2 separate regions of the Sus scrofa genome follow, and region 1 is linked to region 2. A link is a contact called in public HiChIP or PLAC-seq data. All regions are on one chromosome and are shown on one strand. Each heading gives the region's core, a stretch centred on a gene start, on an enhancer-like site or on the middle of the called end of the contact. The rest is flanking DNA. Distances are from core to core; before and after follow the strand shown. Region 1 holds the start of CYP2J34 (cytochrome P450, family 2, subfamily J, polypeptide 34). Region 2 has its middle 120 kb from the start of C6H1orf87.

Evidence for each region. HiChIP or PLAC-seq counts read pairs in DNA pulled down with a chosen protein or histone mark.
Region 1: a contact with region 2 is called in an H3K27ac HiChIP or PLAC-seq map of alveolar macrophages. The contact joins two enhancer-like sites. A contact is called at or near these places in 6 of 47 Hi-C or Micro-C datasets (alveolar macrophages, embryonic fibroblasts, epiblast stem cells and 3 more) and 1 of 2 datasets of contacts at active chromatin or transcription factors (alveolar macrophages).

Annotation. Positions count from the first base shown.
Region 1 is chr6:152,463,325-152,469,182 of Sscrofa11.1, forward strand. CYP2J34 (cytochrome P450, family 2, subfamily J, polypeptide 34) reads left to right here and starts at 5,626. Exons shown (of 9, transcript NM_001244633.1): 1 at 5,626-5,858. The coding sequence starts at 5,649. Within about 2 kb of position 1,912, at least 8 of the 83 cell types and tissues checked have an H3K27ac peak or open chromatin away from gene starts, as enhancers often do. A contact at or near this core is called in alveolar macrophages, where this site is marked.
Region 2 is chr6:152,288,326-152,293,789 of Sscrofa11.1, forward strand. No RefSeq gene overlaps it. Among named protein-coding and RNA genes, the nearest start is that of C6H1orf87, 120 kb to the left of the region's middle. Within about 2 kb of position 3,571, at least 2 of the 83 cell types and tissues checked have an H3K27ac peak or open chromatin away from gene starts, as enhancers often do. A contact at or near this core is called in alveolar macrophages, where this site is marked.

The DNA of each region.
Region 1 (5,858 bases), core at 662-3,161, 170 kb after region 2:
GGTACCAGTGATAATTCATGGGGTTTTGTTGCCAACACCAATATGAATACACACAAATCTGGTAAACTGGAGTAAACTTTGTAGAAGATCCTTTTCCTGAAGGCAGTTAGACCTAAGGAATTGAAGTAGCTCAGAACCAAATGAGCCATGAGGACACGAGGCTTTTCTTTCCTCTTACTTGGGATTCATAGGAAAGCCAATTCAATGGAAAAAAAGATATAGAAATAGGAATGGAAGAAGGGAATGTAGAAGGGAGAAAGAATGTGTTTGTGTTTGGCTGGAAGTAGTCTGAACTTGTCAGGGAGAGCCAAGAGAATGTCTGGTAAGTGGTTTGTTTCCTAAACTGTGGGAGGACATTTGGTCTAGACAATAAAGTGAAACCTCAGATGCCCAGCAACATCTACTTCCTTTGTAAACTCCTGGGAAGTTGCAACTCTAGAAAGCACCCCAAATGATATTTCTAGAATAAAAGCAATCAAATCAGGCCTTGAACTTCTGTAACATCTGAGATCTTGTCTTCTTTCTCCCGCGGTCAAATCATCCACGTTGGAGACTGATAAATTGGCCAAATTACTTTCCATTATATGCTCAGTCTCCTCATCTATAAAATGAAGGGCTTTGTTAAGCCATCTCTGAGTTCCATTTCTCCTCTGCTGCACATTTTCATTGGTTCCTGAAGGGAAGGCATTTATCTACTCCCTGTGGAATAGATGGAAAACCCCTGGCACTCATCCTGACCTAATAGATGCAACTGAACCCAGAGCCAAGTAGAGTGTGACCACAATAAACCAGAAAGCTTGCAGACATGACTGGGAGTAGTTGAAATTTCTGGTCATGTAAAATGTCTTTTTCCTTTTTCAAAGTTCATTGGAGAAACTCTAAAATGTATTTCCATCCAAGTGTAAAATAATTCTTAGCTGTATTTTGTTGCTCTCTTATTCCTCATCTATTTTGGACGCTCCAGAGCCCCTCTCTCTCTTCCTTTGTGTGACACATAGTGTGTCAGCACATGACATGTTCTGTGGCATCATGGACAAGGCACAGATTTTTACCACAAAGCAACCCAGGCGGTGGGTCTCTCCTCCACCTGTATCCTGCTGAGACAGACAAGCCCATGCTGCAGTGTCAGTGTCACATCAGGTTGGAGGTGGAAGACCTACAAGCAGCTGAGGAGCAGGGCACTCGGGAGATCCTAAGTTGTACAGAGTGTGTCCAGGTTGGGCGTGGCTGGACCACATGCTCCAGGGAGAGGCTCCAGCAGAGGGGCCACCTCCCAGAGCCCTGTATGTTTACAGACAGGAGGCAGGGCTGGCAAGTAACTAAGTGACAAGGACATAGCTTCCTGGTTGGGTTTCTATGTTAGACCAGGGAACCCCAGTGCTCTACCTGTTCTCCCCTGGAGCCAACTGAAGCTGCTTGTTGCTAAGCTACCAAGAGGGAAGGGGAGGCACTGGGAAGGAGTGTCCAGGGTCTTGGGTTTGTCTCTTCTCAATTCCTGACTGTGACTATCAGCTAAGCATTTAGCCCTCAAGCCTTTGTTTTCTCCCTCAGATACATGTGTCTGCAGGCAGAAACCACACTCTGGTGATGAGGGTATAAATCCAAACATGTGATCCTATCTCTGTAAGCAGATTGATGGCAGGGGACTTAGTAGACTGCAAGGGACAGAGTAATTTTATTCCTACCCCCACCCTCTCTTCCACTCTGTAAACTACTCCTTTTGTCTCTGAACGAATTTTCAGTAGGGCAGGCCCATCCCTTTTCTGGTCACTCTTAGGGAACAAACTTCCCTCTTGCTACATGCACTTCCAAGAAGATTCATTTGTCATCACATGGCGTCAGCCAGTAAGTACACAATTTATATAACTTCCTAAACTAGCTGATGTAGCTTCATTGCTCAACCCAGTTATAGAACTGGAAGCTCTGCAGGCGAGGTCAGTAGGGTGCAGCCAACTCTTCTCTAGACACCACGTGCCCCTCCTTCAACACCACTGCCTCCAGCCCCACCACACCCACCCCAATCTACCAGGGCCCTCCCTCCATGATGCTACTTCGTGCAAGAGAACAGTATGTTGTTTAATGTCCAAGTAGTTGGAAGTTTTTGTTTGATTGTTAGCTTGTTTTCGTCTTTGTGTCTTTTTAGGACTGCACCCCAGGCATAGGGAGGTTCCCAGGCTAGGGGTTGAATCGGAGCTGTAGAGACTGGCCTACACCACAGCCACAGCAACATGGGAACTGAGCTGCGTTTGTGACCTACACCACAGCTCAAGGTAGCACTATATTCTTAACCCACAGATCGAGGCCAGGGATCAAACCCTCGTCCTCATGGATACTAGTCGGGTTTGTTAACCACTGAGCCACTACAGGAACTCCAAATAATTTGAAGTTTTCTACCTATCTTTCTGTTATCGATTTCCAGTTAATTCCGTTGTATTATGAAAGCATAATTTTATTTGTGTACTGATATTTGATAGTGTGTTTTATGTTAGAATGTGATCTATTTTGGTAACTGTTCCTCATGAGCTTGAGAAAAATTTTTGTGCTGCTTTTGTTGGATGATGAATTCCTAAATATCAACCAGATCCAATTGATTGATGGTGCTGTTTGGTTCAACTGATTTTCCGCCTCCTGTTTCTGTCCGTTGGTGGTAGAGGGCTATTCAAGCCTTTATAACAATGAATTCATCTATTTTTCCTTTCAGTTCTACCAGTTTTACCTCATGTGTTTGAAGCTCTGTTAGGTGCATACACATTACAAGATCGCTATGTTTTAAGGATTGACTGTTTATCACTATGTTGTGCCCTTTTTCAATCCATGATAATTTTTCTTGCTCTGATGTCAGCAATTAACACAGCTACTCCAGCTTCCTTTTGATTGGTGTTAGCATGGAATAATCTCCTATCCTTTTAATTTCAATATATCTGTGTATTTATGTTTAAAGTGGTTCTCTAAGCAACATAGGGTCAGATCTTTTTGTGTGTATATTTTGTATGTGATTAGAAAACAAATAACATAAGATCTACGTGCTTTACAAAGTTTTTAAGTGTATAGTACAACACTGTTATCTATGAGCACAATGTGGTACACAAGGTCTGAGAAATTTTCCATCCTGGCATGACTGGAATTCTCTACCAATTGAAAAGAAGTTGTCCCATTTCCTCCTTCCCCCAATCCCTGGCAACCAGCAGTGTGGAGAAATTGGAACACTTTTGCACTGTTGGTGGAAATGTAAAATGGGGCAGCCACTATGGAAAACACCATGGAGGTTCTTCAAAAAATTGAAAATAGAACTACCTTAAGATCCAGCAATCCAAGTTCTTGGGCTTTTATCCAAAACTGAAATCAGAATCTTGAAGAGAGGTTTTCATTTCCATGTTCATTGCAGCATTGTTTATAAAAAGCCAAAAGGTAGAAACAAACTAAATGTCCATTAAGGGATGAATGGATAAAGAAAATGTGGACTATACATACAACGAACTATTCTTCAGCCACAAAGAAGGAAATCTTGTCATATGCTACAATATAGAGGCACCTTGAGGACAATATGCTAAGTGATATACGCCAGCCACAGGAGAAATGTTAATGATTCCGCTTTCCCAAAGTATCAAAAACAGACAACTCATAGAAGGAAGTGTGAAGCCTCCAGGTTTGCTCTTCTCTCTCAGGATTGTTTTGGCTATTCAGGGTCCTTTGTGATACCATATGAATTTTAGGATTATATTTTCTGTATAATTTTATTCCTGTAAAAAGTGCCTTTGGGATTTTGATAGGAATTTCACTCACTTAACAATGGATACTTTTTTAAATGTTCAATTCATGAACGTGGGCTATCTTTCCATGTATTTGTGTCTTCTTTAATTGTGTTCAACAGTATTTTATCATTTTCAGTGTAGAAGTCTATTGCCTTCTTGGTTAAGATTACACACACACACAAATTGTTAGGATTAATAAATGAATTCAGCAAAGTTGCAGGATACAAAATCAACATAAAAAATTGTGTTTCTATACACTAATAATAATCTGAAAGTAGTCTTGTTTTTTTGTCCACTCTGACAGACACTGTCTTTTAATTAGTGCATTTAAACCAATGGTTAATGTGGTTATTGATACAGATTATTATGTACCATGTTCATTTCTGTTTTCTACTCATTACTCTTGATTTTTCTTTGTCTTTTACTTTTTCTCTCTACTCTCCTTTCAATTATTTTGTATAACTTCATTTTCTCTTCTGTCCTAGCATGCCAACCCTTCCTTTATTCAAAACTTAAGTGGTTGCCCTGCAGTTCACAGTACACATTTCCACCTGATTCAAATCCACTTTCAAATAGCACTAAACTGCTTCACTCGTAGTGAAGGTGCTTTGTTATTACAATAATTTCCCTAATTCCTTCCCTCTGTCCCTTCCAAACTTGTATCATGTGTGTCACTTATCTACAAGCTATAACCACCAAATACATTGCTGCTTTTCTTATTTTGAACAAACTCAGATCAATTAAGAAAAAGAAAGTAAGAACTTTTGTGTATCTATTTTTCTCTAATGTGCTTTCCTTCCTTATTTAGGTCTGCATTTCTGACCTGTACTTTTTCCTTCCTTCTGAAGAACTTAAACATTTCTTGTTAAGGCCAGTCTACTAGTAACAAACTCCCTTACATTTTGTTTGAGAAAAAAAAAATTTTTTTTTTCATTTTTGGGGCTGCACCCATGGCATACGGAAGTTCCCTGGCTAGGGGGTCTAATCAGAGTTGTAGCCGCTGGCCTACTCCACAGCCACAGCAACCGCTAGATCTGAGCGGTGTCTGTGACGCAGGATGCTCAACCCACTGAGCAAGGCCAGGGATCAAACGCATCCTCATGGATAACAGTCGGATTCACTTCCAATGCACCACAAAGGGAACTCCCTTGTTTGAGAAATAACTGCTATTACAGTTTTTCCCCCAATCTGTCTTCTGTTGCAACATGAGTATACATGTAAGGATAACCTGACCCCCTTGCTGTACAGTGGGAAAATAAAAAAATAAATAAAAATAAAAATAAAAAAAAATAACTGCTAGATGGAACAAGAAGGACATCTGCATAATTTTGTCGGTGAAGCAATTTAGGTAAATAGGAGACAGCGGTGCCTGGCACATAGTAAGCACCCGGGAAATGTCAGGTGCTGCTGTTGTCAGGATTGTTTACCAGGGGCAGTTACAATCCTTAGGTGAGAGAATGATTGAAAAACAGGAAGCTCAGGTGTCCCTGGTGCTGAGACGCAATAAAAACACAAACCTAGAGTCCCAGCGGTTTCAGAGAACATCAGGCTCTCTAAATAGCAAATAAAAACGCTCTTTGGCAGTTTTTTTCCAGGACCCAAGCATGTTCTTCAGGAATCTGACTCCTGACAGCTGGCGGGCAGCAGGCAGCTGGGTGGGTGGCAAGGGAAAGAAGGGACCTGGAGAAGGCGGGGCCTGGGGAAGAGCTGGAGGGGTGAGTCCCTGGACGGGGCAGGGAACCTGGCCTGGCTGATAGGGAGGGGCGGGGCCTGAGAACCCGGCCAGGACTGGGGTCTGGTAGCGGAGCTGGCAAAGTGGGCGGTGCTAGGAGTGCAGTCAGACAAGCCTGGACCGTCTTTGGCTCAAACCGCAGAACTGCCGGAGATTTCGCAGCCATGACCCCGGCCTTGGGCTTCCTGGCTGAGGCTCTCTGGACCGCTCTCCGTCCCAGCACTCTCCTGCTGGGTGCCGTCGCCTTTCTCTTCTTTGCCGATTTCCTCAAAAGGCGGAGCCCAAAGAACTACCCGCCTGGGCCCCCGCGCCTGCCTTTCCTAGGCAACTTCTTCCATCTGGACGTTGAGAAGGGACACCTGGCACTTCAGCGG
Region 2 (5,464 bases), core at 2,321-4,820:
AAGACTCCCAAATGCCATTTTGAAGTCCAGATCCTGTTAAGTCAGTATTTTCCAAATAGATTTGCATTTGCACCAAAAGCTGCACAAGACTCTCCATTGAGATGCTGAAAAAAAGTCTGAACTTCTATTATTATTGCTCCAACAACCAATTAAATAAAGCACCAAGTAAACTGAAATTTAGTAACACAGTGTTGAAGGAAGAACTTCAAAAACAATCAACTACGTGGAGTTCCTGCTGTGCTGTAAACAGGATTAGTGGCATCTCTGGAGTGCTAGGACACAGGTTTGCTCCCTGGCACATTGGGTTAAGGATCCAGCATCACTGCACCTCTACCTGTGTAGGTCACAACTGTGGCTCGGATGCCCAGGTACTCCATATGCTGCAGGGTAGCCAAAAAAGAAAAAAATAAAAGGGTACAAAAAAGGTACAAGTACAACCAGTGATAGGGCTTTCACCATAAAACGTGATATTAGTACAATAAGATTTTTATACTGACAAAAATAAGTATCACTGATGTTTTTAATCCTTAAATTTTTATTTTTGTCCTATAACATATGTGATTTATGACTATAGTAGTACATATATGTGATTTATGAACACCTAAATAAATCTATATTGTGGATGTATTCTGGGATGTAGTTTACTAACAAATATGCATAATCAAGATATTTAAAGGCCATTCCAGCAGGTAAAGGAAAACCATCAGAGGGTTTTATGTAAAATACTGGCCTATTATTGTCTATTTTTGGACATTTCCTCTGGCAGCTGTTTGGAGAATGACTCTACGAGAAGAATGGAAGCAGGCAGGGAAACTATTTAAGAGGCTGTTTCAACAGTCAAGGTGAGAAATATGGGTGCCTGAACTAGTTGTTTTTTAGCGTTTAAAACTTCTGAGAGAAAATGCAGTTAAGAATATTTGAAAGCAAGGGGTACCATGTTCTTAGTGTGTTGCACGGTCCTAGGGTCTGGGGGATGCAAAGTCAGAAGAAGTACCTCACTCCTCCCAAAATAGATTAGGTTTTTGGTGGCGAGGATACAAGGGTCACACAGAATTTTTAGTTGGGTTTTCAAAAGTTATCGGGGTTTCTTATGGTAGAAATGGAGGCAAAAAGCATGTCAGGCCATAGGATTGTGTATGCAGAAACCCAGAGGTAGAAGAATGCCTGTCATGTGCAGGAACTAGAGAGACATCCTTAGATGGAACCAAGGATGAAGAGGTTAACTGGCCCCAGATTACAAAGGGCTAGGAATACCATGTTCCCAAAGGAATTTTATCCTGTGATCATTTCAAACTATGAAAAATACTGGCACGTCTAGAGTCTCATCGGTGGTCTTACATCAAGTGACAAAATAGTTAAAGAAACAAGGATATAGGAGAGTTCTCCCAGAAAGGAAGAGAGGGGGTTTGCTTCTACAACTTCACTTTATGACCACAGGGGGGCGGTCTCAACCCATCACATCGTGGAGCAGCTCAGAACTTCAGATTTCACCTGAGCTTTCCAGATAAGCACAGTCTGTGTTTGCTGCCTTTGGGAGAATGCACTTTTCGGAAATAAATGTTTTTAGGTTGCCTCTAAATAGTCCTTGGAATTTCCCAGGTCAAATTCTAATCTGTTCCTTTTAATTTTCAAACTGCTTGGGTGGCGTTCCTGGCAAGGCAGCCCTTGACAAATTTACCAAACACTCTACTTTATAAAATTCGGCACACCATGTGACCTAACCTCATACCCTCCATTTTGCAGATAAGAAAAATAAGTCCAGAAGAGGGTCATAACCAGGGAAAAAAAATACCACTGGGAAATTAAAGTATGTAGAAAAGTTTTTTTTTAAAAGAAAAACAATAGTGGTTAGGAGCATAGATCACCTGGGCCTGAGTCCTGTGTTCGTCACATCATTTAACAGATGAATAATGTCAGGCAAGGTCCTCTTTCTCTGTGCCTTGATTTTCCCATCTCACCTTCCTCAGATTAAATTAGTCCCTAAAAAGCTATTAAATGTTACCAGTACTTAACAAGTACGGCATGCATTAAGAGTTATCACTATAATTTCAAGGATTAAACTTTCACATATAAAAATTCTGGAGTTCCCACTGTGGCTCAGCAGGTGAAGGACCCAAGACTGTCTCCATGAGGATGCAGGTTTAAGCCCTGGTCTCACTCAGTGGGTTAAGGATCCGGTGTTGCCACAAGCTGTGGCATAGTTTGCAGATGCAGCTCAGATCAGATGTTACTGTGGCGTGGCACAGGGCTCAGCTGCAACTCAGATTTGACCCCTGGCCTGGGAACTTCCAAATGGCACTGGTGCAGCCATTAAAATGTGTGTGTGTGTGTAACTATATATTCTGTTGATGCTAATGTAAGTTACTTTGTTATGTGTAAAATAACGCATTTTTATCCTTATAACCTCTAATATCTTTATTATCTTTTTGAATATTTGACCCATTTAACCTTAAGGTCTCTTTCAATGTCTCTTTTAATGGTTTATTTTTCTTGTACTTCTTAGTATGTAAATTTTCTTCTTCTTTCCTTTTTTTTTAATCTGTTTACATAGCCAACAAATATTTATTGAGCATCTGTTTGTGTGCTAGTCATTGGTGATGTCACTGTGAACAAAACAGATTTTTATAAACTCTGCTCATGGAGCTTACATTCCAGTGAGGAGCAGAGGGAGAAAGAATAAACAAAAATCACAAAGTATGCTAAGTGGGTATTTGTGCTATGAAGAAAAATAAAACAGGGGGAGGAGTTGCAGTTTTACATAGGGGTCAGAAAAATTCTCGAGATTACAATTTCTGAGCAAAGGTCAGAAAGAGGCGAGGGAGGGAGCCATGTAGACATCTTGGGGAAGAGCTTTGCCAGCAGAGAAGAGAGCAGGGAGGCTCTGAGTCAGGAATGTTCCTGGCAGGTTGGCAACATTTGGGCCAGAAAGTCAGGTCTGGAGAATAACAGATAAGGTCAGAGAGATAACAAAAGCCAGAGGGCAGGGCATGCTGGGGCTTCACGAGGACCTAAGCTATTGGACAGCTTTTTGAGTAGTTGAATGACTGGATCAGACTTGTTTTTCAAGGAAATTCCCTGACATGAATGTGGATGCTTGAATGTGCATGAATGTTCAAAAAGCAATCACAGAAGCAGGAAGATTAGGCTTTTGCAATAATCCAGATGCGAGGTGAAGATATTTGTGAAAGGATGTCAGCAGTGGAGAAAGTGAGAGAGAGTTGAATGTCAGGTGTATTTTGAAAATGGACACCTGAACTTGTGGATTTACATTTGAAGTGTAAGAAACAGAGGAAAGGAGTAGGATTCAAAAGTTCTTTGCTTGAGAACCTGGAAGGACGGCCTTCTTACTTCTGAGATCTGGAAGACTGTGCGAGGTGTGGGGTTGCTAACAATCCTCACCAAGAGCATTTCCCTTGGAATTGGCTAGACCAGCTGATTTCCAAGTTTATCATGAAAGTCAAAACGAAAAGGATGGCCGGAAAAATAGGGAACAAAGCAAAGTTGTGGCGTAGGATGACTAAGACTAAAAACTGATTGCAGCAAAAACAAATCCGACAAGGAACCATGAGGTTGCAGTTTTCATCCCTGGCCTTGCTCAGTGGGTTAAGGATCTGGTGTTGCCCAGAGCTGTGGTGTAGATTGAAAATGCAGCTCAGATCCCACGTTGCTATGACTCGGGTGCAGGCTGGCAGCTGTAGCTCTGATTAGACTCCTAACGTGGGAACCTCCATATGCCAGGGGTGTGGCCTTAAAAAAAGCAAAACAAAACAAAACAAAACAAACAAAAAAAAAAAAAAAAAACACTGATTGAAGAAAACACATGAATACGAGTTCCCGTCATGGTTCAGCAATAAGGAACCTGACTACTATCTGTGGATCTGGCATTGCCTCGAGCTGTGGCATAGGTCACAGACAGTGCTCTGATCTGACATTGCTGTGGCTGTGGCATAGGCTGTCGGCTGCAGCTCTGATTCAGCCCCTAGCCTGGGAACTTCCATATGCCACACCTGTGGCAAGAAAACAAAACAAAGCATGAATATATAGAAAGATCAATAGACCCAATTGGAGGGTCCCAGTATAGATAGTATGGGGGTGGGAGAAGAAAGAGGATTTTTACTTACTAAAAAAAAAAAAAAAAAAAAAAAAAAAAAAAAGATAGCATTTCAAAGCAGTAGGAAGACAAAGAATTAATTAGCAAATTAGCCATGGGGGCAATAAATGAAGTTAGATCTTCCTTCTCACAGCAAAATTTGTCAGATGGATCAAAAATGTTAAAGTCAATATTAAACCATAAAAGAATTCCCAAGATGTGGGTAAATTATGTTATTTCAATTGGGATGACTTCTAAGCATGACACAAAGCTGTGAAGCTCAATTTAAAAAGAGATTGCTGATTCTGACTACATTAAAATATAATTATTTCTATTTGGTAGAGATACTCTAATTAAAGACATAAGACCAGGAAAAATATGAAGACTCCATCAACAACATAAATCACAGATAAGTCTAGTTCTCTTAATATGGTAGAGTAAATACAAATTGGTAAGAAAAGGATTGACTAATAGAAAAGAAGCTAGGTAAAAGTCATGTTCAGATAAAAATAAGTGCAGGGTTGTGGGATGGAAATCCTGTGAAATTGGACTGTGATGATCATTATACAACTACAGATGTGGTAAATTAATTGAATAAAAAAATTTTTAAATAAGTACAAATGGCTTTTACAGAAATGTGCAGAAATTTTTAAGCTCAACATCACTTTTGAGCTTAAAAATAACAAGTAATAAAATGTAAATCGAAGCAATTGTTTTTCATGTAGTCAATGGTCGAATAACTATTAGCTTTAAGTTGGCAAGGATGTGAGGAAACAGACACCCTGGTACATAGAAGACCACAGAAAATCTATCATGTTTATCAGTATTTAAACAAACACACCTTTGACCCAATTGTTCTCCTTTTATGAATGTATCCTAAACTCACCCAAGAAATTTTTTTTTAAATCTTTTTAGGGCTGCACCCAAGGCACATGGAGGTTCCCAGGCTAGGAGTCGAATGGAAGCTGCAGCCTCTGGCCTACACCACAGCCACAGCAATGCCAGATCCCAGCCTTGTCTGCGACCTACCTATACCACAGCTCAGGGCAATGCCGAATCCTTAACCCACTCTGCCAGGCCAAGATCAAACCTATGTCCTCATGGATGCTAGTCAAATTCGTTCCTGCTGAGCCATGATGGGAACTTCTCACCCAAGAATTTTAAAAGCACAACTACAAACACCTTCCCTGAAGCATTGTTCATGGTATTAAGTGGCTAGAAACAACAACACTGTTCATTGCACAGGTATTATACACAGTCATTTTTTTTAAACTGCATCAGTAGATACATACATTAAATGATGGTTGAGACCTTTTATAAGTGAAGATGACAATGTTGAGGATCACATCAACAGCAAACAACCATTTGTGCATT